Linked DNA regions of Mustela erminea: region 2 is linked to region 1. The links are chromatin contacts, called in public Hi-C maps. All regions are on one chromosome and are shown on one strand. Each heading gives the region's core, a stretch centred on a gene start, on an enhancer-like site or on the middle of the called end of the contact. The rest is flanking DNA. Distances are from core to core; before and after follow the strand shown.

Region 1 (6,703 bases), core at 242-2,741:
TACCGGGGCTGGCCCCCTGCTGCCCCCTTTACCCTACCTCGGTTGGGCTGTGAAAGCTGCTTACAAGCTTCGAGGTCTAGTATTTATTTACCACCCCAGAGCTCAGACTGGAGTCTCAGGTTTTGCTGCTGTGCTGCGAGGAAGAGCTGGTTTCACAGAGACCCGTTGTCATCAGGGCGAGTGCTTCCAGAGCGCGGGAGTGAGAAGACCTCTAGAGCAAGGGCAGGGCTGGTGCAGCCCCGGAGCCGAGGGAGTGGGAAGGAGAAGCGAGACAGTCACAAGCTCTCCCGGGAGGAAGCAGTCCATTCCTTCATTCCTCCTATTACTACTGTATAGGAAGGGACTCAGGAAAGAACCACATGCGGATGGAGACAAGGTCCTTTTTACTCAGCTACTCTGTCACCGGGAAATGTGGTCGACCCCAGAGAAACTTAACCTTGGAGTGGAATCCAGCCCAAGCTGGGAGGAGGCCAGGAAGGGAACGTGAACTCCTTCTCTCGGAGGACCCTCCTTTTCACACAGGGCAGCTCCAATCCCATATTTTGACAATTTAAATGGACACATTTAAATTGTTCTTACGCGTCTAACAACTGTTTTTGCGGGTCTAACAACTGTTACATTGCTTGTTTTCCCTTTCCCTCAAAGAGCCTACAGTCTCCAATGATGAGGTGCTCCTCCAAATCTTGTGACCGGGACGGGAATTGTCATCTTTTTTCCCCTCTGGGTCAGCCAGCCTCTGGCTGAGTCCTTAGGGACAGAGCTCCCTCTGCTGGTCGGGAGCTGGAGCCTTCTGGATCTTGAACAAAAGCCCTTCTTGCGGTGACATCAACTTCAAATAATTGTCCTCATAATCATCTAGAAAAACCTATTTATGGTACAGTACAGTTATCTATTTTTGTAGATTAATAGTGTTACTGTGAAGTATAGCAAGGGCTGCGAAGTCAGCCTGGGGCCCTTGTGAGCAGTGACCTTTGGCATATTTCTTAATTTCTCCGAACCTCAGTTTTCTCATCTGTAGAATGGATATAGTAGCACTTGTGTCAGTGGGGTCCAGTCGGGAAAACAGAAATTACTCTGGTTGCGTTCACAAAGAGAACACAGGGTAATTGTGAAGCGTGTGTCAGAGGCCTGAGAGAACAGATCAGGTGTTTTGAGGTCCCAGAGAACAGCTGTGGGGAAGCAGCCACCATCCCCGCGGTGGAGGGAAGAGCCTGGGATGACCAGAACTGCTTTAGGTCCCTATTACTGCTCAAGAAACCTCCCCAAAGCTTAGAGACTTACCGCTCTTGGGGTTGGCTGGTTGGCTAGGCAGTTCTTCTCCTGGTCTCACCAAGACTCATTAATGCTTCAGTCCTGCACTGGAAGGTAGGCTGGGTCGTGTGAGAGGTAGCCCGCTCCTCCCAGCCCGTCAGTCCGGAGAGGAGACATCTCAGAGCACAGATGGTCCTCCAGCCTCGGATTCCTGTCTGTCCCATTGGCCAAAGCAGATCGCCTGATCTAGCTGTGTCCCGCCCAAGGGGACCACTCCAGGGCCTGGATATCAGAAGGCAGGATCCATGGAGGGGGGTGTGTGTGTCACCGGTGTAATAATCCATCACAGGAACCGAACCTACAAATTTAGAGGAAGGGGCTTCCAGCCACGTACTACCTCGGGATCTTGGAGGAGGGGTGTCCTGGAGCTGGGCACAGACGTGGGGCGTGCAGGCCTCCGCCCTCCTTATGCCCCACCCCACCTCCCGCCTCTCCCCCTACTTTCCCCACCCCGCCCATGCCCTCTGGCTGTGCTGGGAATGAGGAAAGAAGTTGGAAACTGGAACCATCTGCAGCTCCAGGGAAGCAGTAAACAGATTTAAGAAGGGGCAAGTCTCTTCCTTCACCTTCCAAACTTCCTCTGACAAAGGAGACTGGTGGCTTGCGGACTCCCAGCCCGGCGTCTTGGAGCGCAGGGTGGGGTGGTGGGAGCTGAGACTCGGATGGAAGGCTTCACGGTCTTTTTTTTTTTTTTAAGATTTTATTTATTTGACAGACAGAGATCACAAGTAGGCAGAGAGGCAGGCAGAGAGAGAGGGGGAAGCAGGCTCCCTGCCGAGCAGAGAGCTAGATGCGGGGCTCGATCCCAGGACCCTGGGATCATGACCTGAGCCAAAGGCAGAGGCTTTTTAACCCACGGAGCCACCCAGGCGCCCAGTGCTTCACAGTCTTGCAGGCGTGTTGACGACTGATGGTGTGTGCACAGAGCTCAGCCCAGGTGGAACATTTGATAAGGGATAACGACCAGTATTATTAACTTTTAAAAATTTTTTTTAATTAATTAATTTATTTATTTGACATAAAGATATAGAGACAGCCGCCGAGCTCGGAGCCCGACACCGGACTCAATTCCAGCACCCTGGGATCATGACCCGAGGAGCCGCTTAACCGACTGAGCCACCCAGGCAGCCCTACGATTTTATTTTTAGTGATCTCTACACCCAACATGGGGCTCAAACCCACAACCCTGAGATCAAGAGTAGTGCGCTCCATGGGCTGAGCCAGCCAGGCACCTATTATTATTAACTCTTTTTAAATCTTTCCTAAGCACGACGGCACTGAACTCTCACTTACTAGATACCTCACCGTGGCATAACATACGGAGGTAACTGAGGCTTTATTCTGTGCTGACAAGGTCTCACTGCCCTGTCACCCTCATCCATAAAGATAGTAACATTTCTCATCTCACCGGGGAGAATGTCCGGGTCTGGCACAGAAGGCCTAGAAGGTCCTAGAAGTTCACAGGGCTTCTGAGTGGATTTTTTCAAACATTTAACTAAAACAGTGGCCTTGAAAGCCACCACCCTTCCATCACAAGATCTGGGTTTATTCAGAGAGTAAAGGTTTCTTGAGGTCTCAGAGACCTGGGGCCTAGAGAGCTCAGAGCACTGTGCTCATACCAAAGGTGCAGAGAGGAAAGCAAGGTAGGAGATCCCACCCGGGAGGAGAGAACAGTGACCAACTAGCGGAAAGAATCAGAGGGGCTTGACTGGATCTGGTGTGTTGGGCCAGAGAGAGGGTCCCACCCTCTGATCCTGGCAGGACTTCCATGGGTAGACATAAATTGCCGGGGGAGTACCAAAAAAGAGGGCAAGGAGCTGTGCATTCTGTCTCAAAGAGCCACGTCCAGGCTTGTCGATATCCAGCAGGGCATGGACAACGCACCAAAAGTAGAGAATTGAAAAGAACTGAATCAGGATCTATTTCCAAAAGTGTGGGCAGGACTTAGTAACGGCAATAAGAAGTCGGTACAGGATCCTGCTACTAATAATAGCTGGGAGCTATTAACTACCACTTTTAGGCCTGACAGAGAAAGAGGAAGGACCAGTTTCTAGAACCTGTGAGCTGTGTGTTGATAGCAGCCAGGCAAATTCTGATGTGGGGCCTACAGCCAGCCCATTGCAGTGGTCCAGCAGGTGGGAAGTTTGGGGAATAAATGAGATTCTCTTTCCCCTTTCCTGCCAGTACAAGGGGTTGCCAGATTACATAAGAAATACTTCTGCTTAAAAAAAAAAAAAAAATTAAATTGCTTATCTGAAATTCAAATTTAATGGGGGGGTTCCTGTATTTTATCTGGCAAGTCTAGCTGGTATCCCCTTTGGCTAAACCCAGAGAGAAGCCAGAGTCCAGGACATCCTACTGATGCAGCCCCAAAGGTCCCCTTGGGTTTTATCCTATAGGGAATGGAAGTAACTAAAGATTTTCAGGAAAAGGACAAATATTTTATTAAATCATTATTTAATATTTGTAGTGATACCATACATGATAGCATAAAATGCATTATTACAGGGAGAATGAATAAATTGCAGTGGGCACACAAGGAAATATTGTACAGCAGTGAAAAATCAACTATAGCCACATACAACATGGGGTTTTTGTTCTTTTCATCAGTTTCAATTTATTGATTTTTTTTGTATAGATTTCTTAAATAGCAATATTTAAATTAAAAGTCAAAACATATTAACTTTACGTAGGGTGCCTATCTTAATTAAGTTTAATGACAGCATGTTTAAGATGACTACTATATTGTACACCTGAAACTAATATAACACTGGTTGGCTATGCTGGAATTAAAATTTTAAACATAGTAAGTAAAAGATAACTACTACATTGCAGAATTATTGTCAATCCCTATGTATCATTAATATATTTAAGTTGGCAATTTTGTGTTATCATATAGTTTCTTTTCAGTAGAACAATTTTCTTTTTCTTTTTTTAAAGACTTTATTTATTTGAGAGAGAGTGAAAGAGAACACGAGAGGGGAGAAGGTCAGAGGGAGACGCAGACTCCCCCGGAGCTGTGAGCCCGATGCAGGACTCCAGGATCATGACCTGAGCCGAAAGCAGTTGCTTAACTAACTGAGCCACCAAGGCGCCCTAGAATAATTTTTTAATTTTTTTTTTTTTTTTTACCTGACTGCCTCCTGTTCATTTTTTAGCACATTTTTATGAAGGTATAATTTAGTCCTATAACTATCACAAAATCCAGTTATAGAACAATTCAATCACATCTCAAAATCTCCCTATACCCTTTTGGGGTCAACTCCTCCACTAGCCCTTCTCAGCCTGTGGAAATCACTGATCTGCTTCCCATTCCTACAGCTTTGCCCTTTTCAGAATTTCATACAAATGGAGTCACACAGCATGTAGCCTTTTGAACCGGGTCTATTTCATTTAGCATGATGCCGGAGGTTCATTCCTATTGTTGCCTGCCTAGCTAATTCCTCTTCCTAAGCGTTTTTCCACTGCATGATGTACCAGTTTGTGTATCCATTCCGAAGTTTAAGGACACTTGGGATATGTATCGGTCAGCGCTCTCCAGAGAAATAAATTCCATAGGATGCATATACACAAATATACATATACAAGCATACATACGTCTATATCTATCTGTATCTCTATCACCTGGATCAGTACCTGTCTCTATCTAGCACAAGAAAGAATTCACTTTAAGGAATGTGATTGGAGGAGAGGAATGCTGGTTAAGTCCAAAAATCTGTAGGGTTGACCAGCAAGCTAGGGACTCAGGCAGGAGTTCTATGTTACAGCTTCAAGGTAGAAGTGCTTCTTTAGGAAACCTGTTTTTGCTCTTAAGGCCTTCAACTGATTTGAGGAGGCCCATCCACATTATTGAGAGTAACCATTACGTAGAGCCAACGGACTGTAAATGTCAGTCACAACTGCAAATACCCCCACAGCAACATCTGGGCTAATGTTGGACCAGACAGCTGGGTACCATAGTCTAGTCAAGATGACACATAAAATTAACTATCACAGTATATTTCTCATTTTGGTGAATGTGAATCAAGCTGCTCTAAACATTTCCATATGGGTTTTGTGTGGATACAAGTTTTCATTTCAACTGGGTAACTAACTCAGAGTAGGATATCTAGCATTTTTGCATTTCTATCAGCAACATGTGAGAGTTCAAGCTGCCTGCTTGGAATTGTCAGATCTTTTTTTAAATTTTAGCCAAGGTATGAAGTATGAAGGAGTGAAAAAAGCAAGAGTACATATGGCCTTATATACTTTTCCACAGTTCTAAGAAAAACTAAATTTTATATATATATCTGTGTGTGTGTGTGTGTGTGTATGTACACACACATACACATGCATTATAATTCTAATTTAGAAAATAATGGTAAACTCCAACTTAAGGATAGGACTTCCATCTGTGGGGAGAAGGTAGAGGAGTAAGAAATAAAAGAATCCTATAAGTCCATGTTAGTATTAATGTAATGGTTCCCAGGTTAGCTGACAAGATCATGATTGTTCATTCTTTCTTTTTTTTTTTCTTTTTTCAGACAGGGAGAGAGAGCACGTCAGCACCTGAGCAGGGTGGAGGGAGGGGCAGAGGGAGAGGGAGAGGGAGAGAGAGAATCTTCAGCAGCTCCGTGTCACGTGGAGCCCGATGCAGGGCTCGTTCTCATAACCCTGAGACCACGACCTGAGCTGAAATCGAGTCAGACACTTCACTGACTAAGTCACCTAGGCGCTCCCGCTGTTCATTACTTCGTTAAAACATGAATACATTTTAAAAGGGCCACACGTGGACAAATGATGACAATGCACTGAAAACCAAGAATTGTGATAAATCCAGTTCTGTTTACTTGAAGTCCCATTTAAAAAAAAGAGAAAGATTAGGGGCAAAATGGGTAGTGGATTAGAAGCGGGAGAGATTAGAAGCGGGAGAGATTAGAACCGGGAAGGAAAGCTATTCCTATAACCCGTGGAAATTAGAGACCAAAGGCTTGGTGGGGGGAGTGTAAATGACAAATCAGAGGGGAAATGGAATGGACAGGGACCGTGGGATCAAAGGAATATAGGGAGTAAGAGAGCGAGGAACGCACATGGTCAGTGTTTCTGGCTTGCAGGAATGATGTCGTTCACCAAGACAAAGATGCCAGAATGGAATTTTGAGGAGGGTGAAGAGCCCATGAAATTATTCAGAATTCAAGCAGGGAGCTCAGGAAATGGAGAGAGAGTCTTGGGAATAATTTGTATATAAAAGCCAAATGTGTTACCTGTGTTATTTCATTGACTTTTTACAGCAATCCTGTGCGCTATTTTATACATATTTGACAGAGGAGAAACAGAGGCACCAAAGGAACATTGAGTGGAGTTAAGGGCCCTGTAGAGATCAGAAACTGTAAATCTGTAATGGTGACCATTG
Region 2 (7,493 bases), core at 1,141-3,640, 58 kb before region 1:
TGATATCTGGATCATTAGGGTTCAATGTAGTGAACAAAAAAATCAAAATGGGGGCGCCTGGGTGGCTCAGTGGGTTAAGCCGCTGCCTTCGGCTCAGGTCATGATCTCAGGGTCCTGGGATCGAGTCCCGCATCGGGCTCTCTGCTCAGCAGGGAGCCTGCTTCCTCCTCTCTCTCTGCCTGCCTCTCTGCCTACTTGTGTTCTCTGTCAAATAAATAAATAAAAAATCTTAAAAAAAAAAAAAAATCAAAATGGAGGGTTTCACTCTATTTTTAATACTTTTAAGTCTGAAGTATTTAAAAATGTATTTGGGATAATCTTTTTTGTTTGAAAGGACTTTGTGACCCAATAATTTGTCAAAATTACCTCCAAAAATGTTAATATAAGTGGACACCTGTTGGGAGAAATTTCTAAATCAATGCCAGCTGCTTCTATGTCAGAGTCACCTTAGAACTTTTTTTTTTTTTTTTTTTTTTTTTTTACTCCGAGTCACCTTAAAACTTTCATTATTCAGGTAAGAATCCTTGTCTGGATTCTTTTAATTATGAGAATGTAGGGCAAGTAAGCCCTCGTTGCCCTGAGTGGAAAGTGGTATAAAGCTTTTTGAAAGAGTGGAGAAGCCTGCCCCCGCCTTTAATACCTCTTGACGAGCAAATCTCGTTGCCAGGGAGGAAGAATGAGAAAGTGTCTAAAAGTCAAGGAGTCTTCTGCAGGCAAAATCTCCAGATCGCAGCGCTTTCTCTCTGAGATCCAAAGACGGGAAACGCTGTTGGGGGAGATGCAGGGCCACTGACAGAAAGGGATATGGAAGCTCCTGAGGGAAACTCTGTGAGAGAGATCAGAAGTGGAGAGAGCAGGGGTTTGGGGGTGTGAGGGTGGGAGGTGGGAGGAAGCTTAGTGAGGGTTCATGAGAAGCCCAGAGACCCACGGGTTAAAAAAATAAATAAATAAAATAAAAGAATGGTTGACAGCATTTGGCTGTGTTCTGTTAAAGTTGACAAAGACTCTTGTTGAGGTGAAGGTATTTGGAGAAGTCCTGTTATGGTGACCAGCACTTCCTCAGCACCACACGTGGAGGAGATGCGGAGGGTCCATGTGCAGCCCTCTGAAGGGCTTCTTGGGGCCCCTCCTGGTTTTGCCACTGACCAATGCCACAGAGTCACAGACTGCTCTGTTAGCAGAACATATTTGCACATCATCTGTAACCCCTCTGGGCAGCCATATTCTTTTTTTTTTTTTTTTTTAAGATTTTATTTACTTATTTGACAGAGATCACAAGTAGGCAGAGAGGCAGGCAGAGAGAGAGGGGGAAGCAGGTTCCCCTCTGAGCAGGGAACCCAATGCGGGGCTTGATTCCAGGGCCCTGAGACCATGACCTGAGCCGAAGACAGAGGCTTAACCCACTGAGCCACCCAGGCGCCCCTGGGCAGCCACATTCCTCATGCTAACCAAACCGGTTATCGGTTTATAGTAACAGGTACGTGAGTGCAGTTCAGTGAATTGGAAAGGTCCCTGTCCTCTGCTCCCGGGCCTCAAGGCGGAGGCACGGGGGCTTTCCCTGCTACCAACCGGCTGCCACAAGGCTGAGACTTAGTGAGGATCCCATGCCGGGTCCTGCCCAGGGTACGGCTGAGGCAGGGTATCTGGATCCACGTGCTGGGGGTATCCGTGCGTTTCAGGAAGTCTTTGCACTCGGAGTCGGGAATGCGGCCCTCTGCGGAGGCCTTAGGGATCCAGGCCAGGTTCTGCCAAAGGAGCAAGGAAGGGCCCCCTTTCAGCAGCAAACCCGAGCGAGCACTCCCCGGAGGGTGAACATATGACACCTGCGATCTCTCCCCACCCACCCCCGCACCTGCCGCAGGCCTGACCCCGCTGACCTGAGTGAGCGCACCCCGAGGTTCGTGGGTGGCAGGTTTGAGGGAGGGAGAGGCCTTGCAAGGAGGACCCTGGACTTCCCGCTCCCAGACACTCCTGCAGGTGCTCATGCAACTATTTGGAAAAATTAGACCTGATTCCTGGAGCCGAGGAGGGTTGGATGAAGCAGACCGAGCTGGTTACCAGGAGTGACTAAGTCACCTCGTTTTAACACCCAAGGAAAGCCGGACTTTTTCCTTTTCCGCTAGTTGTGTTCTTCAGCGCGTGGCCCTGCAATGGAGCTGGTGGGGTCCTCAGGCGCTCTGTCTCCAAGAGATCAAGGCTCTGCTGAGGGGACGGCCATCCAGCAGGTGTGGGCTAAAGCACATTCCTCTGCTTCATCACTCCGGCCCTAGCTGACCTTCAGCAGACAAGCTGGGAGCTGGTTGGCCAACTGCCTCACCCGGTGGGAAGCGTTGAGCTGTCAGTCGGATCCACGCATTTAAGCCTTTTCACTAAGTTGTGGAGAGAATGGGGGTGCCTGGGTGGCTCAGTGTGTTAAGCCTCTGCTTTCGGCTCAGGTCATGATCTCAGGGTCCTGGGATCGAGCCCCGCATCAGGCTCTCTGCTCAGCAGGGAGCCTGCTTCCCCCTCTCTCTCTGCCTGCCTCTCTGCCTACTTGCGATCTCTGTCTGTTGAATAAATAAATAAAATCTTAAACACACACACACACACAAAAGAAGGAATGTAGAGGATGAATCTGTGACCTGTGGGACGGGAAGCTAAATGGTTCGGATGGAGCGACCATGTGGCCACGGAGAGCCTGTGTCAGCAGGGTCCGGCGTAAATAGAAGCTGTGTCAGGGGAGGGGCGGAAGGGGAAGTAGGGGAGAGGAAGGCCTTCTGAAGCTGGATGATGACCCTGATGCCAGTGCAGTTGCCACCGTCTCTGGAGACTCTTTCTAGAACTCTCCACCTCACACGGCTAGAAGCTGACAGAGGCACACCACGTCCCAAGTAATCGGCTCCAACAGCCCGGGACCTTGGTGACTCCCCTCTTCACTCCCGCACTGCACTGGTCAGTCACCGCTACGCGGTTTCAAGAGTCTGTCGCTCGCAAAGGCTGCGTTCCTGGAGCTTACCCACGGGCAGCTGCCACATGACGATGCTCAGCCTGGTCCTTTCTGACGCTTGTCGAATCTGGCCCGCCCTGCCTGCATCCGGGGAGCAGTGGCAGGAAGGCAGGCCTGCGGGGCTGGGGCAGCGGAGCCTGTACACCTCGAGGCTCTGGGTCGGGAGCTGGCCCTCACGCCGGCTCTGTCCGGCTCAACCCCCCACCGCCTAGGGTTGAATCTGCTTGCATTTTCTTGAGAGCTGTATGAAAGGGCTTCCTTTATATGTCTCAGTTTTGGAATTGGAGTGTCCCCCTCAGTCCTGACCACGTATACACCATTGAGGGGTGCCAAGGGGTGACTGCCACGTTAGGCAACAAATGCCACGAGTATTGATAGCCTGTGTGCCCCACTTGTCCCTATGTCTCCACTCCCCCGTGTTTGCCCGCAGTAAGTTCCAGCTCCCAGGAGCTGTGATGGTTCCTGGTCTCCCTTTGTTGAGGTCATTCTCCCAGAAGGCCCATCTTGGAAATGGCCAGTGGTTGCCAACGTGAGGACTCCCCTCACAGCGTCGTGTCCTGATTCCAATGTCCTCATCATGGGTGGGCAGAGGAGAGCAGAGCACTTCCGGGATTGCTGGCAGTTGAGTTCAGTGGCAGATTGTGGGCCCTTAGCTCTGTGCTTTCCTTCAGCCCCTGCTCCCCTTGAGGCCTGCCCTAGTTTAGGGCTCAGAGGTCTTGGCAGTAAACCCTGTTGCTTGAGGTCATTTTTTAGCCTGGGGCAGAAGAGTGTGTGTGGGGGGGTCTGTGTTCCCTATTTCTTGCAACCATAAATTCCCTGCCTGGAGTCCACTGTATGATGTCATCCAGACCCGAACAGGGAGGTAACAGAGATGGGAAGGGAGGGAAGAAACTGGCATGGGGTGCCATCGCCCACTCTTGGACCCACGTACCATCTTGAGGTTGCAGAGCAGAAGGACCAACGCGATGGCTCTGTTCCCTGGTCCCTTTGCCCTTGGCATTGGGTGGTAGGGAGGGAAGAGCGGTGGAAACTGTCCTGTCGGTGACCGTCCTGGGTGAGCTGGTGTCCTCCAGACGGAATGTTACCCAAGCAGAGTCTGACACACTCACTGTCACCATTTAACTAAGGGAGCCACTGAGGTTCAAAAAGGTGAAGAGGCTGCTGAAGGCCACAGAGTTACTGAACGAAGAGGCTGGGATTGAAACTCAGTCTGACACGAGTGTTGACTCACAACCACCCGTGACCCGGGCAGGCCTGTAAGACAGCTGGGGTGACAGGGGTGAGTTTGAGTTGTGTTTACACAGTGGGCCTGGAGGCATTTGCAGACTTCTCTAGAACGGAGGGGCCAGGGGCTGGGGCACCTTGAAGGCAGGCCAGCACTGAACTAGACCCAGCAAGGTGCTGTTGGCAGTCTGTGAGTGACAGGATGAAGCCTTGGATGGGCAGAGGAGAGAGAAAGGAGTTCAGGGAGATGTCGAGATGGGAGCGGGCAGCCCAGTTCCCTCGGTCCACCCCTCCTTCTCCTGTTGACCTGCTTCACCCCAAGTGGGGTCAAGGGAACCCAGGCCACAGTCCTCACTCAGCTCACAGCAAACGGAGGCACAGAAGGGACTGGGGACGGAATTAAGTATATACAGCACAGTGGGACTTGCAGTTTGCTAATTAAGAGCCCAAAGGCCAAATCTGGCCTACAGATGGGGGGTTGTTGGGCCGGCTGTGTTTTTAAAAACATTTAAAAATATTTTAAAATGGAGATATCTCACATGAACCAATTTCTGGACTTCCTTGAACACTGGAAAACTCTAACAACACTGGAGCCCTGTCCCTCCATGCCAACTCCTGGGGGGGTAGGCAGTGCTAAGCAATGGCCTGTGTCTGTCCCCAGGCCCTCCCCCACCCCTGGGACAGCTGGCTCTGTCACTGCTGCCCCTGGTGGTGACCTCTGTATGCGAGCTTCACCCTGAGGAAGACCTGTGTTGTGACAGAACTGAGGTGCTTCTGAGGGAACCCCGTAGGCAACTGTGCATAGAGGTTTGGTGTTCAGGAGAAAGGGGGGGTCAGTGACATAGATCCAGAAGTGACCACAGTGTGGAAACTGGCAGCCAGTGACCCGGTGAGGGCAGAGAGCATAAACAGTGCATGTGAGTCATGGTTGTCTAGAGAAACACTGTGTGTGTGTGTGTGTGTGTGTAAGAGAATTATTTTAAAGAATTATTCAGGGGCGCCTGGGTGGCTCAGTGGATTAAAGCCTCTGCCTTCAGCTCAGGTCATGGTCCCAGGGTCCTGGGATCGAGCCCCACATCGGGCTCTCTGCTCAGCAGGGAGCCTGCTTCCCTTCCTCTCTCTCTTCCTGCCTTTCTGCCTACTTGTGATCTCTGTCAAATAAATAAAATCTTAAAAAAAAAAAAAAAAGAATTATTCACACGATGGGGACAGTCAAGTTTGAAATCTGTAGGTCAGGCAGGCGGGTTGGAAACTCAGGTGGGAGCTGATCGTACAGTTCTAAGGCAGAATTTTTTCGTTTCCAGGAGAACAGTTGTTCTGCTAAAGGCCTTCAACTGATTGTGTGAGGCCCACCCCCATTATCGATGGTAATTTCCTTTACGTCAAGTCAACTGACTGTAGACATTAACCACATCTACAAAATGCCTCCACAGCAACTCTTAGGCTAGTGTTTGATTAAGTATCTGGGTACTGTCCCCTCACCAAGTTAACACACAGCTAACTATCCTGCAGCGATAAGAGCAGGAGGTCAGGGAAGTGAGCCTGGGAGAACTCGCTGTTTAGGAGTGGGCAGGGGAGGAAGGTGAGTCTGGCAGTTCTGATGGGGAGAAGCACAGGGAGGTGTGGCACTGCGACCACAGGGTGCTGGGTGCTGGGTGCTGGGTGCTGGGTGCTGGTGGGAGATGCAGCTGGGAGAGCACTATGTGGGAGACCCGGTGGTGACTCTGGGTCTTTCACCATATTTCATAATAAAGGGGGTAAACTGAGGAACAAGGAAGAAAGGTTTCCTTCTGGTTTGTGCTTTTTGTAAGCTAAACCAGGAGAAGGAGCCCTGTTCTGAGAAAAGGAGAGAGGAAGCGGAAGAAAACCAGGAAGAGACGGATGGTAAGACTCCTGTTGGGACCAGAGAAGACCTTTTGCTGGGGGACGAGGATGTGGAGAAAGCCCAGCCCCCACAAGGGCAAGCAAGGGCATCAGGGCAGAGCTCTGGCTGGAGCAGGCAGGGTCAGGAACAGTAGTGCTCCTGACAAAGGCCCCTTCTTTCTTACCTGAGATGCTTTTTCCAATCCCCTCTGTATCTCCTTACGCCACCTTCAGGCTGGCCTCCAGGTACACCCGCGGTTCTGGCCCCTTTGGCCTGGGCTCCGGTCTGGGGAGGACCCCATCCGCAGGACCTATAGGACCTGCGGCTGCCTCCCCTCCCCGCCCTGAGCAGCATGGCAGCACTGCTGGCTTTCCCCACTCTGCGCTCTGCTCCTGGTCCCTGCTCCCCCTGCTCAGCGCCCTGCCGGGGACTGAGGTGGCTCTTTCTGATCCCCACTGGTTCCTGGTGGGTGGTGCTGGACCACAGACGACCTGAGTCCCAAGAGAGCAGGAACATACCGAAGTGTGCATGTGTGGACACACACACACACACACTCTGGGAGGAATTTCATTTCCAGTTTTTAAAAAGCAGCAGAGTGTCACCTGGCACATTGAGATCATCCTTACACTTACTTGGGGCTTACTACTGCTTTTTATTTTGAATCCCTTCTGGGTGCGTCACCACAATGCCGCCCCGCCCCCCACCCACCCCTTAAGGCTTCCAAGGGCTTAAACTAGCCGCTCAGCCCTCTGCACTCACTTTTCAGAGCTCAGGGGAGGCGGCACACCAGGGGGGATCCAGGGAGTGCTGCTCTGGAAGGGCAGGTCCAACAGGGGCGTGTGCGCCCACTGGCGCCCTTTTGTGCCGCCTGGAAGCACAAAACATGCTGGAACACGGAAAGAAAGGTATTTGCCGAAGTGACTCAGATATGTTCCAGCATTTTCCCACAGGCTCCTGCATATCCCAAAATAACCTGGACTCTGGATCCTGTTTCCTGGCGTATGATTGCATTTGTCTAATGTTACAGAACAGTGGGCAAACGGGCCATACTCACCCAGGAGCTCCAGGAACGCACAGCCCACGGTGGGGCGCCGTGCTGCAGAGACTCAGCCCGTGAGAAGCGTGGACTCACCAGAACCATCCAGACCACCTGATCAGGGCCCACATTTCATGCGAGGGGAGGAGGAAGTCCCGGAGAAAGGAAACAACTAGCCCACACTCATCACAGCCAGGGACCCTAAACTCTCATCAACTATTATTGATGCCCATTTTGAAGTAAATGTCAGGTGAGCCTTGGAAACGTAAGATCTTAAGTCAAAGGGACTTTAAGTCTCTCCTGGTCATCCAGGTACCTCGGTGCCCAGGTCTGGACAACAACGCCGGAATTAGGAGGTTTCAAAATGGACTGCCTCAGGGAAT

The links. Hi-C and Micro-C count contacts between places; a contact is called where the count stands out from the background.
Region 2: a contact with region 1 is called in a Hi-C map of skeletal muscle, with 6 times the contacts expected there. The contact joins the promoter of LOC116573699 here to the enhancer-like site in region 1. A contact is called at or near these places in 3 of 3 Hi-C or Micro-C datasets (fibroblasts, skeletal muscle and spleen).

What each region holds. Positions count from the first base shown.
Region 1 is chr14:80,783,644-80,790,346 of mMusErm1.Pri, reverse strand. No RefSeq gene overlaps it. Among named protein-coding and RNA genes, the nearest start is that of TIAL1, 11 kb to the right of the region's middle. Within about 2 kb of position 1,491, the one cell type or tissue checked has open chromatin away from gene starts, as enhancers often do. A contact at or near this core is called in fibroblasts, where this site is marked.
Region 2 is chr14:80,841,880-80,849,372 of mMusErm1.Pri, reverse strand. It overlaps LOC116573699, which reads right to left and starts at 2,390. Exons shown (of 4, transcript XM_032313953.1): 1 at 1,570-2,390; 2 at 641-826. The coding sequence starts at 1,985.